Linked DNA regions of Mus musculus: all the other regions are linked to region 3. A link is a contact called in public ChIA-PET data. All regions are on one chromosome and are shown on one strand. Each heading gives the region's core, a stretch centred on a gene start, on an enhancer-like site or on the middle of the called end of the contact. The rest is flanking DNA. Distances are from core to core; before and after follow the strand shown. Region 1 overlaps Arhgef10 (Rho guanine nucleotide exchange factor (GEF) 10). Region 2 has its middle 13 kb from the start of 2810030D12Rik. Region 3 has its middle 13 kb from the start of Gm39134.

Region 1 (3,657 bases), core at 584-3,083, 950 kb after region 3:
GGCTGTGTGCAAGGCTGTCGCTGTGTGTGCGCATAATTACATGAGTTGCAGGCTGAGCAGCTCCTCTGATCACAGGTGTGTGCGTTTCTCTGTGTCCATGTTCCACGTTATGGTAAAAGAAGAGAAGCCTTAGGTTTTTGTTTCACCTCTGTGTACTCGGCCAGTGCTTTAGTCGTGGAGTGTGAGCTGTGACTTGAGTTTATTGATGTGGTTATAAAGTAACTGCATAGGAATAAGGGGGAAGCTGGAGTCAGATCAGAGAACGTCTCTGCACACTTGGGATAGTTTATCCAGAATCCTCGGACCCTGTGGCCATGAGTTCACAGGTCTTGGTGGAATTGTAGAGGATTTCCCCTGCCCTTCCTGCTGGAGGTCTTAGCTGGAGCCAGTGACTGCTGTTTGCATGAGGATTCCGAGTGCCATGACAACTAGACGGCTGCTCCAGGCTGCGTGAGGGACCGGAGGCGGCATGGGAGCTTGGTCCTGTGGTAATCCATAAAGTGACAGGCTTCTGTTTGCTCTAGGAACTCACATGAAAGCCATGCCGTGATGAGCCAGAGGTACCTGCTCAAGTGGAGTGTCCCTCTAGGTCACGTGGATGTGATTCAGTACAATGGAGGCTCTGGCGCCGGGGAGCACTGTCGGCACCACGCTGCACACTCACCTGAGAGCCTGGCCGTGGTGGCCAACGCGAAGCCACGTAAGTGACAGCCCTGCAAGCCTGGCCCCAGTTCCCCACTGGAACTGGGATGGCGCGTCTGTTGGGACAGCTCAGTCTGTCAGTCTGTCTGTCTTGACATGGCAGAGCCCGGTGTCTGCGCCTCATTGGTCGAAGGTGGTATGGGAAGACCACAGGCAGGCTCTGCTCTCTGCTGCCTGTCTCCGCTTTTCCTTGGTTCTCCACAATGAGCTCATGTGTGTGGCCTTCACAGTGAGGTGGGAGAGATGGCAGTGCTGTGGGTGACTCAGCACTGCACAGTGGAGGGACAGCAGTGCTGTGGGTGACTCAGCACTGCACAGTGGTTGGAATTGCTATCACTGGTCACCATTTGGCCTAGAGATTTTGATCTGAGAGCAGGAGCCATTGCCATTTCCCCTCTGCCTGTTTAAACGGGAAGAAAGACTAGCTAGTCCATCGGTGACCTCTGCTTCCGATTAAACCCATGAACGGGAACGCTCCATAAACCTTAACAAGCGTTAACCTTCAGGTTAATTTGTTTCTGACACACTCAGAAGCACGAAAGCCTACACTTAAACTCGCTCAGCCTTTTGGTTGGACATGAGCATTTAGGAAAAATCCTTTCTGCTCCTCTAATTCCTAGAATGTTAGGCCATTCAGCTCAGTCATTGCCTAGTAGGTCGGCTCTCTGAACACAGTATTGGTCACCGCCTAGTAGGCTAGCTCTTTGAACACAGTATTGGTCACCGCCTAGTAGGCTAGCTCTTTGAACACAGTATTGGTCACCGCCTAGTAGGCTAGCTCTTTGAACACAGTATCAGCTATTAGACTCTTGAATTTGCCCCCACTTAAAGCAAGATGCACCTTTATCTAGACTCTGAGCTAGAACTGAAATACCACGGGGCAGCCTAGAGCATCCCAGTGGATCGCAGGGAGATGAGCAGCAAGAGGAGGGAGGGAAGAATGGAGGGAGGGGACACACAGGAAGGGAATGTCTTTCCAAATTGTCACAATTCATTGCAATTGTATCCAAGGGGAAACTGAATATCTTTCTATGCGCCGTTAGAACACCCATTAAATTACTCAGGAGTGTCTATTGCAGGTTGTGTTGGGCCTCTGTGAACAGTGATGACTGTTTATACTGCAGTCAGTCCTAAAGTGTGTTTGTAGCCAGGGTTGATCCTCAGTATCCAGACAGCCACTGATGACTCTGATCCAGAGTAGACGCACAGACTTACATTTTTTTTAAAAGCATCTTTCTGTTGGTGACTTGTACTAGGCAAATGGAGAATGGGGTTAGGATCAGTAAGAAACCTTAAGAAAAAATACAAAGCAGGATGGCTTGACCAACTCCCGTGGAAGGAAAAACCGGAAAAGGATTCGTTCTCTTGGAGGCCTGTGTGCTGCTGTGACCTTTGCATCCCAATTTCTGTGCAAAGCTGAGTCATCCCGGACAACCACCACCTCTCCCATAGCACTGTGAAGGCCACAGCAGGTGCTAACCACAGGAAAGTGGGGGAAAGAGGAGCCAGCCAGCGAAGCAGAGCAGAACAGAGCCGGGCTTGCCCACTGTCTGAGGGTGAGGTGTGGGGTTAGAGGCTGAGTGTGGAGCAGCTCAGAGGAGCTACTCCCCAGGAGAGGGGTGCTGTCCTCACGCTGAGCTCAGAAGCATTGCTGTATGTCCTGTTAAGAAGAACCTGTTCAGGCGCCAATCTGTAGTTGCAAGCCGCCCGCGACCTACATGAACTGGGTACTCCTGGAAGGCAGGCTTAGGGTGAAAGAGAGACTAGACGGCGAGAGAAATAATGAAGCCAAGACAAATTTTCTCTGATCAAGGCCCGTGAGTTTACTAAGAGACTGTGCTTAAAAGGGAGAAGCCCCCCCCCCCACCCGCCCCTCCCCCTCCCCGGCCAGTCCATCCTTGGTGACTGTAGCTGCCAGCCCGGAAGACCCAGCGCAACATGGATGTCTCAAAGGTGTCTCAGCAGGCAGCAGGATCTCAGAGAAGAGCAGGGCAGTTGACACCTCAAAAGAAGCCAGCCAAGGCGGAAAGCTGCACGGCAGGTGGCCCCACCTCAGTGATGACAAGGTCTGCACCAGCCCACTACAATGTGGGGAGTCCTGGAGACCTGCAGACCACACTTTGCAGGCCGATGCTGATCTCCTGTCTTTAAGGAAGCTCAGAGATTACCTCAGGGAATGGCAGCTTCTGACAGCAGCTTTTCACACTCTTCAGCAGCGAGGCAGTTGTTCCGCCTTCTAGAAGTTTGCTCTGCTTCTCACTGTGGGTGCGCCCATGCCTTGGCATGACGCGTATCATTGTCCTGCTGCTGATATTGGTGGAGTGCCATGCCCTTTGAGGTGGTGACTTGGTGGGCATGTGACTTCATCTGTTAATGTCTCCCTTGATTAGCCTTTCCTCATCCCCCCGCTTTACAGCATGCCTTACAGATGGGATCCGCAGGACGAATTAAGGGCCCTGCCATCCCCAGGGGGCATTTCAGTTTAATGATGTGGTATTGTTGTTCATGTTTATTTATTATGAGCCTGTGATGAACCAAGTGCTGGGTCCTGCGAGCTGCCAGTGAATGTGGCACAGGCCAGGCTATCCTGAAGAAATTTAGGAGCAGACCTTCTGATGCACAGACAGTGTGCACTGTGTAGCACATCCCATAATGGAGATAAAGGGGAGACTGTGTTCTCAGAAACAGTGTCTTTTAAGAACTGTCTTCCGGAAGGACAGAGGGTTCTGCAGATTGAGGTGGGCACCCTGACTCACCCTTGCATGTGTGCCCTTGGCTGGTGACCCATTTGCAGCTGTACTGGCCTGGGTACTCCTGAAGGAGCCATGGTTGCGGGGTGACTGCAGAAGTCCAGCCAGCCAGCCCTGGGGTCCATGGGAGACTAGCCCTGGGTTGCCCCTTCTGTCTTAGGAACACGGAACTGGAGAAGGCCCCTGCTATCTCTTGTTGCTTGAG
Region 2 (3,296 bases), core at 306-2,805, 800 kb before region 3:
CTGAGCCATCTCTCCAGCCCTCTTTATTTTTCTTTTATGAGTGTTTTGATGCATATACATGCACCACAAGCATGAAGTACCAAAGGAGGCCAGAGGAATGCATCGGCACCCCTGGGAATGGAGTTACAGACAGTTGTAAGGCACTATATGCTGGGAACTGAGCCCAGGTCCTCTACAAGAGCAGCAAATGCTCTTGACCACAGAACTGTGTCTTAAGTACCATGCCTTTTAATTCTGGTAAATCCTCACATTCTCCTAGCAACATAGAAATATGACCTATATACAATAAAACTCACCCACTTGATGTTTCCAGTTTTCAGTGGCTCTGCTGTGTGAGCCTCAGAACAGTGTATCTTTCAATGCCCAGATGGCTGCATGACCCTAAACTCTTCCTCGTGGATGGTCGTCACACAGAGGCTTTTCAAGGGCAGAGGTGAGCATCAGCGTCCTATCCACCGGGTGCTGCGGGTGCTGTTGTTTCTGCTATCATTGAGGCTGTGCTGGGCATTACTGAGGCTGTTGGAGTACCATGGACATCGGGTCTGCACCTCAGCAGGTCCATGTTTGCTTTACTCTTCTGTCCCTTTAATCTCGTATCTCCTCAGTTCTTTGATTATTGGTGCTTTGTGGAAGTGCATGCGTGCGTGCGTGCGTGCGTGCGTGTGTGTGTGTGTGTGTGTGTGTGTGTGTGTTGTGCATTTCTTGTAGCTTCTTGCTGTGAATGGACCCATGTCTTCCTTACACATAGGAATGTTTGTCCCATAAGGCAAACTCTGCCTCTTCTCTTTTTTGTTTTGTTGCGGGCGGGGGGCGGGGGCGGGGGCGGGGGGCGGGGGGCGGGGGCGGGGGGCGGGGCGGGGGGCGGGGCGGGGGGGAGTATGTCCAGGCTTCACGCCTTGCTGGCTAGCGTCCAGGAGACCTACCTTGTCACCTAAAGAGTGAAAGCTTGAGGTCCTGCCCCGTGTTGGTAAGGAGATGCATCAGGATGACAAGCCTTTGCCACCAGAAACCCTCGGGAGTTTTTCCACGTAATGAACCTCCACGCAGGTCAATCTGAGTCTGCACTCCGCTGCTCCAGAGGAGTTGAAGAGCAAAGATGGTCACTGATCTTGTTTCCCATTTTTCTCCCAGTCAGAACCTCTGGTGGCAGAGATGTTTGTGTAGTCACATGGTGGACCCAATGCTTGTTGTTATGTCCCAGCACACGATCAGGAGTCCCCTGACCCTTCAGGCCTTCAGGAGGGGTCACCATGACCTAGCAAGCGTATCTGTTCTCCTCATTGCTCTAGCTGCCGCGTGGTACCTGCTCACTGGGGTGCTCAGTGGTTGCTGACCACAGAAAGCCCACAGATGACTATTTTCTGCCATCTGCTTCATCTGTGGTGGTTTCACCTCATCCTGCGGCCTTCTGTTGAACTCTCAGAGGCACTGAGGAGCCCTGACAGAGGGCAGGAAGTGGCTAAACGAGAGTGCTTTTCCATCCTCTCAAGGCAGAACAAAACCACAATACTCCCCTCTGCTGAAGGGGCCATTTTGGGGGCTGGGCCAGGGGCCGGAAGTATGTTCCTCCTAGAAGACAACATCAGGCCAGGGCATGGAAGGCCCAACCCCTGCCACAACCATACCAGTAGGCATTGTGCTCAGCAATGTTTTAGTGCTAAATGCAGTGTCCCATTTAGAGTTCTAGGTCTTACCCCATCTCCCTAGAAACCCAGGCAATGACCTGTGAATTTGTGTGCCATGCCTGCCCCTCCCCCATGCTCCATTCACCTCAGTTTTAGTCTGGTAAAGTCGCAGGGCCACGGAGAGTGGCAGCAGCTGGTTGTACTTGCTGGGTTTGCACAATTGCAGCTGTGCCCTGTAGCCCTGCCAATGCTGCCATCTGGAGGTTAGCAGTGCCCCCTGGTGGCGCCTGAGAATCAAGAGTCACGGGGACCTGGGTACAGAAAACTGGACAGGCACACTGATCCACCACATGACTTCAGGGCCTCCCAGTCTCTCACAATGTCCAGCACCCAGCTCAGAGAACAGAATCTAGATGTAGAGAACCCGAGGACATGGGGAAAAGTCACAGGGGAAAGGCAGAGGCAAGGGGATTTCCCACTCCCTTAGTGTCACTGGGACTGAACCATTGAAGTAGCCCTCAGCAAAATGGAGCCAAAACCCCTCTGCACAAAGGCAGGTTGCTGCCTGTAGCCCTCTGCGCTTGTATGGGAAGTGTCTCAACGCCACCACGCCCGGCTATCTCAACGCTTTCTTAGCAGGAGTCTGCACACGGATTTTCTAGCAGGCTACTACTCTGAGTTAATTAGTGATGATGCGCTTTTGGATGCATGGAGCAAGTTCCATGCCTGGCAGTGGTGGAGCATGTGCATGCTTTTAATCCTAGCACTCAGGAGGCAGAGGCGGAGGTGGAGGCAGGAGGATATCTGTGAGTTCAAGGCCAGCCTGGTCCACAGAGTGAGTTTCAGGACAGCCAGGGCTACATAGAGAAATTCTGTCTCAACCAATAACTAACTAACTAACTAACTAAATAAATAAATAAATAAATAAATAGTAAAAAATAAATAAAAAATAAAAGCTCTTATTGTCATCATAGAGTCAGCTAAACCATAGCCACAGCCACCACTCAGCAGACTAACACACAAGCGAGCAGTCCTTGGTGTGATCAGTGCTTTCTCATAATGTTTAGAAAAGTACAAAGACTTCCATTAAGAACTTTCAAACTTAAGGCTGAAGAGATGGCTCAGTGGTTAAGAGCACTGGCTACTCTTCCAAAGGACCCAGGGGTTCAATTCCAAGCATCCACATGGTAGTCTCAACTGTGTGTAATTCCAGTTACGGGGGTGGGAGGGCTGACATCCTCACAGAGACATCCATGCAGGTAGAACACCAATGTTAATAAAATAAAAGAATAAAAAGGTGAAAAAAAGAGTTTTCACAATTAAAATATATCTATAGAAAGGTTGGGTCAAGGCTCAGTGAGGGCTTTCCTCTCTGGACTAGAAGTCGCCAGATCACCCCAAGCTCTGGCCACGGGTAGGTCCTCAGCTCCTTAGGTCCTGTTACTCTCTTCACTAAGAGAAGGGCTTGTACACACAGGGGAGGGCTCCCATCCCTGGGACAGAGTCCCTTCTCATTTCAGAGTGAAGGGTCCTCCCCTTTGTACTTTATCATAGGAAGAGACTGACAGCTGACTGCTTTAGAGGGAGGGAGGGGGAGGAGGGAGGGGAGGAGGGAGGGAGAAGGAGGAGGGAGGGGAGGAGGGAAGGAGACTTTCAGTGGGCTGTGACAAC
Region 3 (3,607 bases), core at 929-3,428:
CCTTTACAGCCATTATAATCAATGTTCTGCTGGGGCCCAAGGGTTTTTATGGTCTGTGCTAGATTCCAAAGATGTGCTGAGCCTTTGAGACATTCCTTCTCAGGTCCTGGTGTGGGTGACAAGCTGGATTGGTTTCCCTCAGCCTCCCTGGCTTCTTCCTCCTTTGCTTATGTTCCCTCCTCAGTTTCCTTTTATCAATAAACTCATGTTCAGCTGAAACAGGTATGCTTGGGTGAGCAGGCCACATTCTTTAAAAATTATTTTTATAAACTTTATTTTTTAAAAAAATTGCAAATAAATACAAACGGCACACACCAGAATTAACTAGACCCTAAGTCTATCATCCTCACTGTTCACGTCACCTTTAGCCTGGCAGACCGTTCCTCCCTGTGAAATCTTGGAAGTCACATCCATAACGGTCTCTCCGTCTTGCTCTTCTGGCCTCCGTTTTGAGACAGGTCACTCCTGGAAGCCTGCAGAGGTGCTTCTCCGATTTTGTTGAGTCATATGTTACCATGAAAACAGTCTTCATGAGGCCTCACCAAATCTCTCCAGAGCCCTGGCTCTGGGGGCCTCTTTGGGCCGTCCCAGTGAGCCGGTTCTAGGCATAGCTGGCTTTTTCTGCTGTTCTTGAGCTGTCAGTCTTTTCTGATTCAGCTGCCCAAAGCTGTCCATTCCCTGCAATTCAGGATTTCCTCAGTGACTCATCATTTTCCAAATAGTAATTTCTTAGGTCCTTAGGGCTGCCTGGGCTGTCAAACATCTTAGCTGCAATTTCAGAGGATGTCCTGACACTACAGAGCGGTTGGAGGAAGGGATCCTGTTCTACAGTCATTCACCTTGGAGCGTCTGTGGCTGCCCTCACTACAGTTAAGTTAAACCGAAGGGCAGAGCATATGAGTCTTGATGGGCACTGTTCTTTCACCCCTTGTTATGACTGGATCATGTGGCCACGATGGACTGCAAGGGAACTGGAGTATCTGGTTATGTTGTATTCCAGGAAGTCAAAGAGAACTTGGGGAGTGAGTGGCACTTTCTGCCATTGTTAAATATGTGGCAGTATCCAGGATTCAAATTTAGTCCAGGGACGTGAGGAGTCGGGGAGTCCCTCACCACACAGACTAGGTGGCTGTTGACATTCGGGCATTCTGTAACACCCAGGGTGCATCTTATTGCTGAAGGCAGTAATTCAGCAACAGGCTGAGAATCTGCATTCCTGACAGGCTTTGGAATTCCAACCAATAGGCTGGAGGGGTTGGACCTGGAGAGAAGCTGGTGGACAAAGCAACCATTTGATACAATGAGCTGATGTCTTGCTACATTTTCTTAGGCTGTTCTCTCACAGTGAGCTGTTGGCACACAGATAGTGGGTAGTTGTTGCACTGGCTAGATATGACCCTGGCAACAGTTATCTCCTGCTTAAGGAGAGTGGAGGCCACTGCAGATGAATATCTGAGCTGCAAGAACCAAAACTTGGCTGGGCGGTGGTGGTGCATGCCTTTAATCCCAGCACTTGAGGTGGAGGTGAAGGGGGTAAGAAGGAAGCAGAGGCAGGTGGATCTCGATGAGTTTGTGGCCAGCCTGGTTTGCAAAATAAGTAGTAAGACAACCAGGGTTACACACACACACACACACACACACACACGCACACCACGTCTCAACAAAACAAAACCAGCAACAAAACAACCAAAAATTTCTGGGCGTGTTTGCATTCACCTTTCTTAAACCCCATCACCGTAGATGCAGAGGCAGGCGGAGCTCTGGGATCAGGAGCAGCCTGGTGTGCAAAGAAAGTTCTGCGCCAGCCAGAACTACATAGTAAGACTCTGTCTCAACAAAGAAACGAACAAAGAGCAAAGTAAACCTCAAAACAAGCCCCTGAGTTTCAAAAAGCTTTCTCTTTTTGATTATTTTCTGTGGTACTGGCTGGCAAGCTCTAACTGGCTGGCTGTGGCCCCTTCAGCCTCAGCACCGATCCCATGCGCAGCTCAGGTCTCTGCTCTAGCCTGGCACTCACATAGGCATTGGGGAAGCTAACGTGCTTCCAGAGGCTCCTTCTCCAGTCAGGACATCGTGCTCTGGACCTAGCTCACTTCCTTCAGAGCGGGGCATACCTTGGGGTGTAGGTGGGGACCAGACACGCCAAAGCCAGGAAGTGACGTCAGCAAGATCCTGCTCAGACAGGGACCCGCTATCTTCTCATACAGAGGCCTGTGGTTAAGAGGTGTCCACACCCCCGTGTGCTGCTTATACAGGGGCCCTGAGTTCACCTCCCTCCCCTGTTCTTGGCTCTTCAAAGCCGCACTTTGGTCCAGAGTTCTTGCATCCTCCTCTTTTGCTTTGTGCATAGTTAGGATAGGGTAAGGCGCTAGTCACAAATGGCATGATGCCGTATTGCTTGATACCGGACTTAGCCTTCCTACCCTTAGGACCCAGACATACATATGATCAGCCACTCAAGTCCTAAGATACGCTGATGCAACACAGACAGACAGACAGACACTGTTCACACTGGAGAGGCTCAGTACATAGAGACAGAACTGGATTTTTTCCCACTTAATACGTGACAGTGGCTGGAGTGCGGGACAGAGTTGTCCTGATCATTCTGACCTAATCCAATAAAAGCTTGAGATAATTCACATTTTCTTAAAACTCAGTTTTGCTTCAACAAAAACTTTAAAAGTTCCTCTAGGGAGAATGAGCGGTGGAACATTTGAAACTTAGCAAATCACTCCAGTTCACTGCCTCAGCCTGGCTTGGGGTTTGACTGGACTCTGCCTTCAGAGAAAAAAACCCCACAGATCCCTAGACTGGAAGCAGACTCCATTTCAAAGACATATACCTCCTCACTTCGCCCGGCAATGGGGAGCTAGGGAAAGGGTTTACTCCATTCTAGCGTACAGTTCCATGACTGTAAAATGATGGGCAATCTAACCAACTATGCTTATTTTTCTTTCTTTCTTTTTCTTTTTCTTTCTTTCTTTCTTTCTTTTTTTTTTTTTGAGACAGGGTTTCTCTGTGTAGCCCTGGCTGTCCTGGAACTCACGTTGTAGACCAGGCTGGCCTCGAACTCAGAAATCCGACTGCCTCTGCCTCCCAAGTGTGGGATTAAAGGCGTGCGCCACCACGCCCGACCCAACTATGCTTATTTTTCAAATTTTCTTCAATCAGATTGCGAAGGGAGAGCAAGGCCTCAGTTTGCTTTGGGCCTGCCTTGGTTTGTGGCCTCAGTGAATATGACTCACATCCTGAAATGAAGCTCACCGCCTGGATGAGTGCCCCTTTGTGGCTAAGTATAAGCTGCACTGTCAGGGCATCATTTTCAAACAAGAATAAAAATGAAGGGAATTCCCAAGAGTCCCTTAACAGCACGACTTAGGAAGCCAAAAGGGGAAAGAATCACAGTTGTAACTCTGGAAGGCCGTCATTAGCGTGGTGAAGGTTAATAGCTGGTGCCCGTAGGATTCTCCAATCATTCCCCATGGACAAAACCTTCTTCCAAAGATTACTCCAATTATAGCCAATCATAGTGCTTTGCTGCACAAGGAATCTCGGCTGAGCTCATGTCACTCCTGTGCACAGGGGCAGTGCCCTCCTTAGACCTTCT

The links. ChIA-PET counts read pairs in DNA pulled down with a chosen protein or histone mark.
Region 1: a contact with region 3 is called in an RNA polymerase II ChIA-PET map of memory CD8 T cells, with 7 read pairs. The contact joins two enhancer-like sites. A contact is called at or near these places in 4 of 115 datasets of contacts at active chromatin or transcription factors (embryonic stem cells, memory CD8 T cells and regulatory T cell precursor).
Region 2: an RNA polymerase II ChIA-PET map of memory CD8 T cells shows a contact between it and region 3, with 6 read pairs. The contact joins two enhancer-like sites. A contact is called at or near these places in 2 of 115 datasets of contacts at active chromatin or transcription factors (embryonic stem cells and memory CD8 T cells).

Annotation. Positions count from the first base shown.
Region 1 is chr8:14,963,563-14,967,219 of GRCm38.p6, forward strand. Arhgef10 (Rho guanine nucleotide exchange factor (GEF) 10) reads left to right here. Exons shown (of 29, transcript NM_172751.3): 18 at 525-700. Among named protein-coding and RNA genes, the nearest start is that of Gm16350, 4.2 kb to the left of the region's middle. Within about 2 kb of position 1,834, at least 32 of the 459 cell types and tissues checked have an H3K27ac peak or open chromatin away from gene starts, as enhancers often do. A contact at or near this core is called in memory CD8 T cells, where this site is marked.
Region 2 is chr8:13,212,211-13,215,506 of GRCm38.p6, forward strand. No RefSeq gene overlaps it. Among named protein-coding and RNA genes, the nearest start is that of 2810030D12Rik, 13 kb to the left of the region's middle. Within about 2 kb of position 1,556, at least 137 of the 459 cell types and tissues checked have an H3K27ac peak or open chromatin away from gene starts, as enhancers often do. A contact at or near this core is called in embryonic stem cells and memory CD8 T cells, where this site is marked.
Region 3 is chr8:14,010,578-14,014,184 of GRCm38.p6, forward strand. No RefSeq gene overlaps it. Among named protein-coding and RNA genes, the nearest start is that of Gm39134, 13 kb to the right of the region's middle. Within about 2 kb of position 2,179, at least 64 of the 459 cell types and tissues checked have an H3K27ac peak or open chromatin away from gene starts, as enhancers often do. A contact at or near this core is called in embryonic stem cells and memory CD8 T cells, where this site is marked.